4 separate regions of the Mus musculus genome follow, and all the other regions are linked to region 4. A link is a contact called in public Hi-C, HiChIP or PLAC-seq and promoter capture Hi-C data. All regions are on one chromosome and are shown on one strand. Each heading gives the region's core, a stretch centred on a gene start, on an enhancer-like site or on the middle of the called end of the contact. The rest is flanking DNA. Distances are from core to core; before and after follow the strand shown.

Region 1 (2,700 bases), core at 50-2,549, 180 kb before region 4:
GTGTCACAGGTACACTGAAAGCATGAGTGTCACAGGTATGCTGAGAGCATGAGTGTCACAGGTACACTGAGAGCATGAGTGTCACAGGTACGCTGAGAGCATGAGTGTCACAGGTACACTGAGAGCATGAGTGTCACAGGTACGCTGAGAGCATGAGTGTCACAGGTATGCTGAGAGCATGAGTGTCACAGGTACACTGAGAGTATGAGTGTCACAGGTACACTGAGAGCATGAGTGTCACAGGTATGCTGAGAGCATGAGTGTCACAGGTACACTGAGAGCATGAGTGTCACAGGTACACTGAAAGCATGAGTGTCACAGGTATGCTGAGAGCATGAGTGTCACAGGTACACTGAGAGCATGAGTGTCACAGGTATGCTGAGAGCATGAGTGTCACAGGTACACTGAGAGCATGAGTGTCACAGGTACACTGAGAGCATGAGTGTCACAGGTATGCTGAGAGCATGAGTGTCACAGGTATGCTGAGAGCATGAGTGTCACAGGTACACTGAGAGCATGAGTGTCACAGGTATGCTGAGAGCATGAGTGTCACAGGTACACTGAGAGCATGAGTGTCACAGGTACACTGAGAGCATGAGTGTCACAGGTATGCTGAGAGCATGAGTGTCACAGGTATGCTGAGAGCATGAGTTTCACAGGTACACTGAGAGCATGAGTGTCACAGGTATGCTGAGAGCATGAGTGTCACAGGTACACTGAGAGCATGAGTGTCACAGGTACTCTGATAGTGTTAGTGTCACAGGTACACTGAGAGCATGAGTGTCACAGGTATGCTGAGAGCATGAGTGTCACAGGTATGCTGAGAGCATGAGTGTCACAGGTACACTGAGAGCATGAGTGTCACAGGTATGCTGAGAGCATGAGTGTCACAGGTATGCTGAGAGCATGAGTGTCACAGGTACACTGAGAGCATGAGTGTCACAGGTATGCTGAGAGCATGAGTGTCACAGGTACACTGAGAGCATGAGTGTCACAGGTACTCTGATAGTGTTAGTGTCACAGGTACACTGAGAGCATTTGTCCAGTTTCATTTTCAGAATGGGAATGTTTATTCCATCCTGTTTCACGTTAGAGAAAGTGACATTTAGAAAGTAGGAACAAAATTTAGGAACAAATAAGTTCTAGATTTATAATTAATCACCCTGTAGTATATACTATAATTTCAGAAGATCATAATTTATCACAAAATGCTACTATGAGGAAAGAGGAAGGGAGATAAGGCGACGGAGGGAGAAAGGAAGAGGCCTAGATGGTGGCGGAGGATGACAGGAAATGGAGAATAGCTGTCCCAAGCAGTTTTTGTTTCAGTATGAAGCTGAATCAGGAGATTGATTTATACGTATATGGGTTCTAATGCACATATGAAAAGGACTGAGTATTTAGAGAATTCTGTATTATAAGTAGCTTTATCAAATTCTTCAGTTTTGGACAGTAAGTTCTACATAGATTTTTGTCAGCTACCCTAATAGAACATAGAACCAAGAGGTCTGTAAATTCTCTCCATGAACTGCTTGAACTAGAGCAGGAATGTGCACATGAGATGATTTTATTCTGAATTTCTTAATTAGTCCCTGTTGCCTTTGCTGACTGTTCCCTTATACCATGTTTTTAGCCCGATTACAATCATTTACCTTTTTATTTTATTTATTTTTGGAGACAAGAGTCTTGCTATGTAACCCAAGATGTCCTTAAACTACTAAATAGCCCAGGTTGTCCTCAGGCTCATAACGTGCCTGCCCTCCAGCCTCAGCATCCTGAGTGCGGGATTACAGTCGCACAGTCCAAGGTGGAATTCTAAAGGAAATGGCAGGGCCCAGGAAGAAAGAAGGGCTGTTAAATTGTGATAGGTTTTTAGTTTGAGAGAACACTGAAATGTGCTTGAAGTTGTTTCTTTCCATACCAAGTTTCTAACTGCACCCCTGGCTGGTTGAGCTTGAACAGCAACTCCTCCCGCGGAATGTTAGTAGTCTCCAGAAAGAACCACGTTGACTGCTGGAGTTGGTTCATATCAGGTTTACTTTTTCATAATAATAGTGTTCTTGGAGTGTGGTCAGCGCACAGCCGAGGCACAGGCCTTAGCGCTCACTCTAAGCTTCTGGAACCTACTTTTTGAATATTCTTTGGCCAACATTCTTTGAAGGATTTTGAAAACATTTGCTTTGAGTTCCTTCCGTTTGGTTGTCAGGAAGTGGGAATTAAAGACTGATTCCAGCCGCAACTCTAAAATCCCCTCACTTGTAGGTTTGCATAAGCCTTTATAATTATTTAAAAATATATTCTGTGGTTTGACTACATTACCTCAAGAATCCAGTACTTAAATGTCATGTATATGTTTTGGAAATTGAAAGCAATGCGTTTTGTGGTCAAAATTGCTCCAGATTTATTACATGGCACTTTAAAACCACTTCGAAAACATTTGTGGCATTTCTGTGTATTTTTAAAAGAGAAAAGTCATGCTGCGCCCCCTGCCCCCCACACTTTATAATTCGATTTTTCCGTATTCGGTACCATTTCTCTGCCAAAATTCTTGCTATTCCCTCTCCAGACTTAATTTCCTGATTGCCTTTGAGTTGGCTCTTTCTCTCTGGAAGCCAACCATCCGCCATATTCAAGTGGTCATGTTCCTTTTTAAAGGCTACATGTAGTTAAACGTTTTTGTCTGAACTATGGTTGAATTTT
Region 2 (2,700 bases), core at 121-2,620, 210 kb before region 4:
GACATTACCATTCAGTTTTTTTTTTTCTCATAAATATCCAGAGGAGAGGAAAAAAAAAAAAAAAAAAAAAAAGGCCTGGCACCTGAGCAGTATGATGGTAACAAGAGATTTGACAGTGAACGTGGGCGCCCTGGCCTATTGCTGCTTATCTTGAGGTCTACCATAACTCTTAACTCTTCTCCAGGATTTTTTGAATGAAATCTCTTTTAACTTGTGGAATCTTCTAACTATTGGCTTTAAAAAAAAAAATATATATATATATATATATATATATATATATATATACATATATATATATGTATGTATGTATGTATCTGTTAACGATTCTGTGGCCATTCGCCCTGCATGCCTACCAAGGCAAGCCTGTAGGCCAAACCAAGGCCCTGGCTTGGCAGCGTGTGTTCTAGCCCGAGTCCTGGCTTCTCTCATGTGAATTCACTATGTATATATACTTGACATTTATTGGAGGATAATAGTGATAGGAATGATTCAAGATGGCTGGTCACTATCCCTCCCTTCTATATCACTGAAGTAAACACTGGGTTTTGTATAAAGATCAGGATAGTCCTCACACACAAGATCTCTCAAGTGTCCATGTATCAGGGACTTGGATTCTAGGATTTCTCTATTGTCGGTCTTCCTCAAGGCCAGCCATTCTTCTCATGCCTGTGCATTCAGTGTCTCTGTGCTGTCTCTGTGAATGTTCTTTTCATTGGCAAGAATTGTAAAAAAAAAAAAAAAGAAAAAGAAAAAAGAAAAAATCCTTCTTAGAGAAACTGTGAGGAAGGAAAATCACGTTGTAATTGACTTTGGCGGCACAAACTTCCAGACATTCTTCTTCATAGCATTAACATTCCTTAGCCTTAATACTATTCCTTTCAAATGTGCCTTTTAAACAGAAGAATGGCCGGCTTTAAGACCGTTAATGAAAAGACTCACAGAAATAATCTAAAGGGCCAACCTCTTAACTGTGTAAGATCTGACCCCAATCCATCAGGGGAAATTGGGCTGAGATGCCATTTACTGTGACTTAGTTTAGAGAAATAAATACAATAATCTTGTGAGAGTTCTGCTTCCAGCAAAGATGGAATAACAGGAATGAATTTTACCCGACTTCCTGCAAAAGCTGGAATACAGATAAACTCTCCCAAAGAATTTTTCGTACAGTGAACATCAGGTAATACAAGGCAGCAATCCCCAAGGCGAGGGCACAGCTTGCGCTGTGTGATTTTGCTGCTTACTACATTGAGAGAGTTTCCAGGATGTGGCAGCAGAGAGGAGAAACCTGGTAGAGAAATGACTGTCTGGGTTCAGAAAGCTGGTGTCAAGGCGCTGAGTAGTGGGGGTGAGGAGGATGCTGGAGCCCCACAGAAGAAGGAGTCTTTGAGTTTCTAGATGAGTAACCAGATTCTCATGTGTGCAGGGAACCTACCCAAGCTTGAAAAAGGAACCAAACAAAAGAACGAGAAGAAAAGCATTTGCCTCATGTTAGGCCAGTGATAACGTGCCCCCCAAAAGCAGCCTGGAGGACCTCAAGACACCCAGGTATTGGGGTGTGCAGGGGGCAAGTTCCCTGGTAGGAAACAGTTGTTTGCCCCCACTGCGCATTGACCTGGATAAGCTTAACTTATCTTTAATACCTAAAAAATATCAAACTTCTAGTTCCTCAGATAATTTCACAGTCAACTGAACATTTTACCGACATAAAATTCATTAAAAAATGCCCTGGGAGTCAAATAAGCAGAAAAAAAAAATGAGAAGATAACTCAGTAATCAAGACTGACTTATAAATAACAAAAATGTTAAAATTGTTGGATAAATTAAAATAAATTTTATGCTGTATACCAACTGTGTTTCTGTATAAACAAACGTTCAGAGATGCAACGGTTAGGGAAATTTGGGGTTTGGTATAAAATGTCCCCAACCAACTGATTTTTACTATTGAGATGACTTACATTTGACCATGTTCAGTGGTGGGCTAATCCACGGAAAAATTCTTAGCAGAGTTATCTATTAGAGGGCGTGGCCTAGTTGGGGCTTCGGCTTCTGGGAGCATAGGTCCCTAAGTTCTCCCTCTCCGCGCTCTCTCCTCTTCCCTCGCCTTTTCCTTCTCCTTCCTGCCCATTGTGAGGTGAGTCCCTTTGCTCCAGCGTGGGCTCCTTATCTGTGCTGTGCCTCACCACAGCTCTCACTCAGTGGAACCAGATGAACATGGGCTGAAACCATGAGCCAAAGTTAACCATTTCCTCCTTTATATTGTTAAGTTGTTTGTTGTTGGTGGTGGTTGTTGTGTTTGTATTTTTGCCATAGCAACAAAAAATTAACAGAACAATAAATTTACTAAGATTGAAAATGAACAGGATATCAATGAATATGAAAGCTGCAAGTGACCTAATAATTCATGTGAAATTTGAATCCTTGAGGAAGAGGGCAAAGAGGCATGAAATAAAAACTTGAGAAAATATGGGCTAAAATTTTCTAAATATTGTTAAAAATTAGGAATCGTCATGTATTAGTCAGAATTCTCTAGAGGAACACAATTTATAGAATGAATGCCTATATATATACATACATGTGTGTATGCATGCACATGGGGCATTTATTAGAATGGCTTACAGGCTGGGGTCCAGCTAGTTCAGCAATGGCTGTATACCATCAAAAAGTCCAAATGTCTAGCAGTTGCTTGTTCTAGGAGGGTGG
Region 3 (2,700 bases), core at 86-2,585, 230 kb before region 4:
GTATGCCTTTGCTGCTGTACTGGCTAAACCTTTTGGTCCCAGGTTTCAGATTGTTCCTGGAGGGCTAGCTTTCTCCCTCAGGCTCCATGTTTGACTCCTTGAGGACAGGGATTTGGGTTTCTGCTCTCGTTTTCCATGGAGTTAGAGAGATGCCATTCAGTGCGTACGTGCAAGGCATATTTGAAGACATCCATCACAGCTATTCATTTAGTAAATGAGATAATGAAAACTCAAATAGTAGCCAAAGGTAAATCATTAATTAATTCCCTCATTCATCACACCTGTACCAAAGCCTCAGGGGCTGGGGAACCTGGGATTGCAGCTTGCCCGGAGAAGCCAGACGAGCCTCTTCTCTCCATTTTGAGGAGATCCTTAAAGTAAATAAAGGTCCATATAGGATCTCAGACAAAATTAACCCTGTATGTGTTACTGAATGTATTAGTAACCTTATATAGCACCAAAGAGAACGATAGCAAAAAACCCTTTAAAACCCACATTACAAGATGCTATTCTGCTCGTGAATTCTGCAAGGTTTCCTTGCAAATAATTGAACTTAGAATGTTTTAGTTTGCAGGAAAGAAATCGCTACGAGGATACACCTTCGCCAAGCTGTTGTGTGTTTAAAGAAATGGTTTATCAATTAGGTGGTTTTACCGTAAAACTTTTAACGCTGGGGTTGCCAAGTTCACAAAATATCAGGGCAAAAATCTTGTTTCTCACGAAAACGCGAGTATTTGAGTTTTCCGGGGGGATCTTTGAGGCTGTGCTGTCGCAGCACACCTTTGAAAGTCTCTTCACAGCTGTGGGAACCCGGCGGAGCCGATTCACTGCCCACACCATTTCTCGGTTGCTGTGTAGCTGGGGGAGCTGGCAGGGCGACGTTCCCTCTCTCTCCACCTTCTTTCATTGCCTGGGTCGCCCGGAGAGAATCTGGGAGCAAGGCTGCGAGGAGGGGGAGGGGCCGGCAGCTTCGCGTCTGTCACTCTTCCTCGCGCGTTTCGGAAAGTTCTGGGTCTGAAGTTGGGGGAGCCCAAGAGGCTTCATCCCCAAGTCTGCACAGTGGAGAGTGCACACAGCAGAACCCTGCCCTGGCGCCCTCGACCCCAGCGCGGGGCCAAAAGAAGAGTGAGGAGCCCGACCCAAGGCACCGGTTGTCATGGCAACCGGGGCGCAGGTCTCCCCAGAGACTCGGTCCCAAGGGAGGAGGCGGGGTGGGGCTCCTGGCGGACCAATGGGGAGAAGCGGAGTGCAGGGTCCCGGACCTGCGGTCCTGTCCGCGCGCGGGCGGGGTTGACTGACAGGGCAAGGGGCGGGGCCGATGCGTCGGGCCGAGGAGGAGCTGCGCGCCGTGAGGAGCTGGGCCGGGCGCGCCGCGGCGAGGGTGACACACCATGGTCACAGTTCTCCGAGGTCTCCGCGCCGCTGCCGAGCAGCGCTCCCCGGCTCTCCCGTCCGCCTCAGCCTCCTGGACAGCGCCGCGCGCGGGCGGCCGTCGTTGAGGCGCTGCGAAGTCGCGGCGGGCGGGCGGGAGCTCGGCGGGGGTCGCCGCCCGGCGATGCTGCTTCTGTCGCCGCCGACCCTCTCTGCGCACGCCCGAAGCAGCTCGGGGAAGAAGAGGCGGCGGCTCTCGGTGCCCGCGCGCTGCGCTCCGGTCGCCGCACCGGGGCTCCCCACGCGCCGGTAAGAAGCACGCGTGGCCGGACCCGGGGGGTGGGATGTGCGGGCCTCTGGGACGTCTCTTCGGCTCCCCTCGGTTCGGATGGTGGCATCCCTGGTGCGCCGAGGGCGGGGAGCGCGAGCTGCTTGCAGTTTAATCCTGGCTGAGACCCCCGAGTGGGAGGGAGCGACGGGCTGTGGGCCACAGCGAGTGACGCTGCCCCGTGGAGCTGGTGCGGACAGCCTTGCGCCGAGCGCGCGGTGGGAAGGGCTCCCGGAGTCTGTTTCTAATTTCTGTAAATGATTGTGGACATGGTGTGGTTAGAAGCCGCCCAGAAGAATGTGTCTGTGTAAGGGCTCCGAGAAGGGGGTAGGGACGGGGACAGGCTCTAGTAAAGTTTGCTTCTCTCTGCTGCAGGCCAGCCTTTCTTTTCTCCACTTTGCTCGATAACGTGAGCGCCGAGAGCTGCAAAGTTAAAAGTTAAGCCAAAGTCAAGGAACTTTGGAAATTTAATTTCCTTCTGTTGTGTATTGGAGAAGCGAGGATGGGGAGACATGGGAGCGAGTCACAGAGTGCAGGTTTCTTTCCCTGTGTAAGATCGACACCTCCCCGTATTTGCGACTAATCTTTTAGACAACCTTCTGTCATTTTCGCTTAATTGCATCTTTGAAATAACAAACGCGGTGACTTCATAGGTAGCTGCCTGGAGCTGAGTTTACCTTTCCGAAAATGGGGCAATCGGGTTTGTTTTCTAGGCGGGACATACAGAAAATGTGGGACACCTGATATGTGGGTTGAAGGACGCTGCTAACTAATTAGGAAGATTTAAAAAGGTCTGTCTAGAGAGCTTATTAAAGGACGGGAAGAAAAAAAGTACCTGTATTATGAAACAGGCGTTGGTATTTTCCCAAGTTCTTGAACCGGGTTGGCAGGGTCGGGGTCAAAACCTGCTTCATTTTCATTGGCTGCCAGTAGTGGTGATGAGGTACAAGTTATTTTTCACTTGCATTTTTTTTTTTTACTAAGTTCATAAAGATAGTGGC
Region 4 (2,700 bases), core at 35-2,534:
GACGGTTGTGAGCCACCTTGTGGGAGGTTGCAGGAAACCAATCTCAGGTCCTTTGCAAGAGCTCTTAATCCATGAGCTTCGTCTCTAACCCCTGTTCATATATTCTTACAAAAGTACCATTCAGGAAGCTGGAAAGATGGATCACCCATTAAGAGCACAAACAGCTTTTGCAAATAGGACCTAGGTTTGGTTGCCAGCATCTACAGAGAGACGCTGTAACACCTGTAACTTCAATACCAGCGGATCCGACACAGTCTTTTGGTCTTCATGGGCACCTGCTCAAATGCAGTGTGAATACAGAGGCAGGTACAAACAAAATAAAAATAATTTTCAACTAGTCTTTTTAAGACAAAATCTAGATCCATTCAAGTGCTTCCATATACTCCAGTAACAATGCGAACAGAAGTGCCCAGCCCCTGTTGCAAGCTCCAGCCATGGTAATGTGTGTGTGTGTGTGTATGTGTGTGTATGTGTGTACTTACACTTTATAACAGCTGCCCTTCAAAATGGTTTGTACTGTGTTCCTTCTTGGCAAGCCATACGCCATGACAAATGATCACAGTGGTTTCCTTACATAGGAGCCTGATGTAACATCTGCACCGCTGTTTGCACTTTGCCTGAAAGAACAGCGACAGGCCTAATTAACAGCTCTCATTTGAATAGTTTTATGGCCAAATAATCAAAGGCTAGGAGAAAGCATTTAGGGCTGTCAAGAATCATAAACATTCACTGGACCTGAACCATGAACATACGAGCTAGTTCTGTTCATTTCCAGGAAGTCGCTCAATCAGTTCAGTAAGAGTCTAAGGTGAGGGAAAGCCAGGCGAGGGTCATCCGGAGCAAGACTGCAGTTGGTAACCCCCACCCCACCCCCCCCCACCCCCCACCCCCCCCACCCCCGCACCCAGGCACGGTAGGCGGTCATTGAGTACTCCTGAGTCCCGTCGCCTGGTCTCGTAGCTGCGCGCCCTAGTGGTTGTGGTGGGGACAACGACCCAGCCTCACCGGCATGGAACCCCAGGGGTGCGCTGGCTACCTAAGGGCACGGCCCTTTCCTGCTCTCAGTTCCAGACAGAACCGGCTAGGGCGCGGTAGCGAGTGCCGGCCTCGCCCTTCCAGCCCGTGCTGCTCCCGGAACCCCTGTACCCCACAGGTCAGCCGCACCCTGGCCGCGCCCCCGACCCAGGGCAGCTCGCGCTAGGTGCACATGGCCGCGCACTCGCAGCGGCCCAGCCGCCGACTTGCGCCGGCTTGCTTGCTCGTGCTCCTGCTTGCTGGTGCGCCTGATTGCTCAGGTGCGGGGCTCATCAGGCGCTCACCCGGCGCCTACCCTGCGTCACCCGGTGCCTCAATAAAGGGCTTTGTGTGCGCGCGGGGCGCAGATCCAGCCTGCCTAATGGGAGTCACTTCGCCCCAGTGGGTGACAGTCATTGTCCCACGCCCACTCTCGAGGATCCAGCGACAGCTCCGTGTTCCTGTTCATGTAGGCACCTCTTAGGGTCCCAAGCAAACCGTGGCACTATGCGGGAGGGTTTTGCTAGAGTTGTCCCTTGCTAACACCAGGACATTCCCTGTGTCCCTCCGTCGAGCCTAAATGACGTCATAAAGCAAAGAGGCTATCATATGTGTATGTTTCACGGGTTATGAGAACTAAAGACTAGGCCTGAGAGCTTCTAGCCCGAGGTAAGGGTTATATCATTGTGAGTTTAGTATCAACGCTATGAAACAGAGGGTTCTGTTGAGAGGGAAGGAATGAAACTCCTCCATTTATAGTGAATTCAGGGCGAGCTTTTAAGGTTAAATACTCTGATCCCTCTACCTGTCGCTGTTCTTTTCTGTTTTTGTTGAAACAGTCCAGACTGGCCTAGAACCACTATGTAGCCCAGGCTTGCTTCAGACTTGCAGCAAATCTATTTCAGCTTCCCAAGTGCTAGGCTGGAGCTACAGGAAAGTACCATCCGCCCTGCCTAGCAAATTCTCCTAGCGCAAAGAATGAACACACACACGCACACACACACACACACACACACACACACACACACACACACACACACACACACACACGCAGAGCAGGATAGTGATCTATCACTGAGCCTAGAATGTCCCGGAAAACATGTCCGGGCTTCCTCCATTTTCCAAAAGAAAAAGAAAAAATAAAAGTTGTGGGAAGTTACGGGACGAGCTGCATGATGGGATGTCCGCCAGCAACTGCGGAGCTGGCTTATCTGTAGAAGGTACTTCTGTGCCTACAAGAAACTAGAATGTATAGAAGCCCGATTCATTGTGTCTGTAGTCCAAATGGGGAATGTCTGTGCCACAGGGGTGAAGCCCCCCACCATGGATTATGTGACCAGTGTAGGAGAGTTCAGCCCGATTTGATTTCAGTTAGCATAGATGGAGACTGCAATGTGCCCACCAGCCTTAGTTTGGTTCCAAGCACCCGTGTGGTGGCTCACAGCCATCAACAACTCAGACTCCTGGGTGTGCAGCACCCTCTTCTGAACTCCGAAGGCACCAGGCATGCATGGAGTGCACATACATACACAGTCTTGACTGAAACTCCATAGAGACCCAAAGCTAGAACCATCAACTCAACAGCTCCAGGATTTCTGGTTGTTAGAAAATAAAACAGATTTAGAATCTAGTTCAACTGAACCCAGGGGCCATCTGGTTACAATACTCAGCACCAAAGTGGCTCTT

What was found. Promoter capture Hi-C pulls out the DNA fragments that hold promoters and counts their contacts. A called contact is a pair of places that touch in the nucleus more often than the background predicts. HiChIP or PLAC-seq counts read pairs in DNA pulled down with a chosen protein or histone mark.
Region 1: an H3K4me3 HiChIP or PLAC-seq map of bone marrow-derived macrophages shows a contact between it and region 4, with 4 times the contacts expected there. The contact joins the enhancer-like site here to the promoter of 1700016H13Rik in region 4. A contact is called at or near these places in 2 of 39 promoter capture datasets (liver and stem cell-derived epiblast-like cells), 2 of 15 datasets of contacts at CTCF or cohesin (both in the NIH/3T3 cell line), 4 of 484 Hi-C or Micro-C datasets (MC3T3-E1-derived osteoblasts, group 2 innate lymphoid cells, neural progenitor cells and 1 more), 1 of 115 datasets of contacts at active chromatin or transcription factors (bone marrow-derived macrophages) and 3 of 9 other capture datasets (adipose tissue, liver and macrophages).
Region 2: a contact with region 4 is called in a Hi-C map of Th1 cells, with 2.4 times the contacts expected there. The contact joins the enhancer-like site here to the promoter of 1700016H13Rik in region 4. A contact is called at or near these places in 10 of 39 promoter capture datasets (the 3T3-L1 cell line, 3T3-L1-derived adipocytes, the C10 cell line and 6 more), 3 of 15 datasets of contacts at CTCF or cohesin (CD8 T cells and embryonic stem cells), 23 of 484 Hi-C or Micro-C datasets (the C2C12 cell line, CD8 T cells, the G1E-ER4 cell line and 12 more), 10 of 115 datasets of contacts at active chromatin or transcription factors (bone marrow-derived macrophages, craniofacial prominence, embryonic basal ganglia and 5 more) and 5 of 9 other capture datasets (adipose tissue, embryonic stem cells, liver and 2 more).
Region 3: a contact with region 4 is called in a promoter capture Hi-C map of hematopoietic stem and progenitor cells. The contact joins the promoter of Ptpn13 here to the promoter of 1700016H13Rik in region 4. A contact is called at or near these places in 16 of 39 promoter capture datasets (the 3T3-L1 cell line, 3T3-L1-derived adipocytes, the C10 cell line and 10 more), 2 of 15 datasets of contacts at CTCF or cohesin (the NIH/3T3 cell line and embryonic stem cells), 17 of 484 Hi-C or Micro-C datasets (the AtT-20 cell line, B cells, the C2C12 cell line and 8 more), 17 of 115 datasets of contacts at active chromatin or transcription factors (craniofacial prominence, effector CD8 T cells, embryonic basal ganglia and 8 more) and 5 of 9 other capture datasets (adipose tissue, embryonic stem cells, liver and 2 more).

What each region holds. Positions count from the first base shown.
Region 1 is chr5:103,471,597-103,474,296 of GRCm38.p6, forward strand. The region is part of intron 2 of Ptpn13 (protein tyrosine phosphatase, non-receptor type 13); the gene reads left to right. Among named protein-coding and RNA genes, the nearest start is that of Ptpn13, 48 kb to the left of the region's middle. Within about 2 kb of position 1,300, at least 13 of the 459 cell types and tissues checked have an H3K27ac peak or open chromatin away from gene starts, as enhancers often do. A contact at or near this core is called in bone marrow-derived macrophages and group 2 innate lymphoid cells, where this site is marked.
Region 2 is chr5:103,441,016-103,443,715 of GRCm38.p6, forward strand. The region is part of intron 1 of Ptpn13 (protein tyrosine phosphatase, non-receptor type 13); the gene reads left to right. Among named protein-coding and RNA genes, the nearest start is that of Ptpn13, 17 kb to the left of the region's middle. Within about 2 kb of position 1,371, at least 22 of the 459 cell types and tissues checked have an H3K27ac peak or open chromatin away from gene starts, as enhancers often do. A contact at or near this core is called in CD8 T cells, Th1 cells, Th2 cells and 1 more, where this site is marked.
Region 3 is chr5:103,423,857-103,426,556 of GRCm38.p6, forward strand. It overlaps Ptpn13 (protein tyrosine phosphatase, non-receptor type 13), which reads left to right and starts at 1,336. Exons shown (of 48, transcript NM_011204.2): 1 at 1,336-1,680.
Region 4 is chr5:103,654,440-103,657,139 of GRCm38.p6, forward strand. 1700016H13Rik (RIKEN cDNA 1700016H13 gene) reads right to left here and starts at 1,285. Exons shown (of 4, transcript NM_028824.1): 1 at 1,006-1,285; 2 at 483-617. The coding sequence starts at 547. It overlaps Gm42138 (a long non-coding RNA gene), which reads left to right and starts at 1,258. Exons shown (of 3, transcript XR_880498.2): 1 at 1,258-1,683.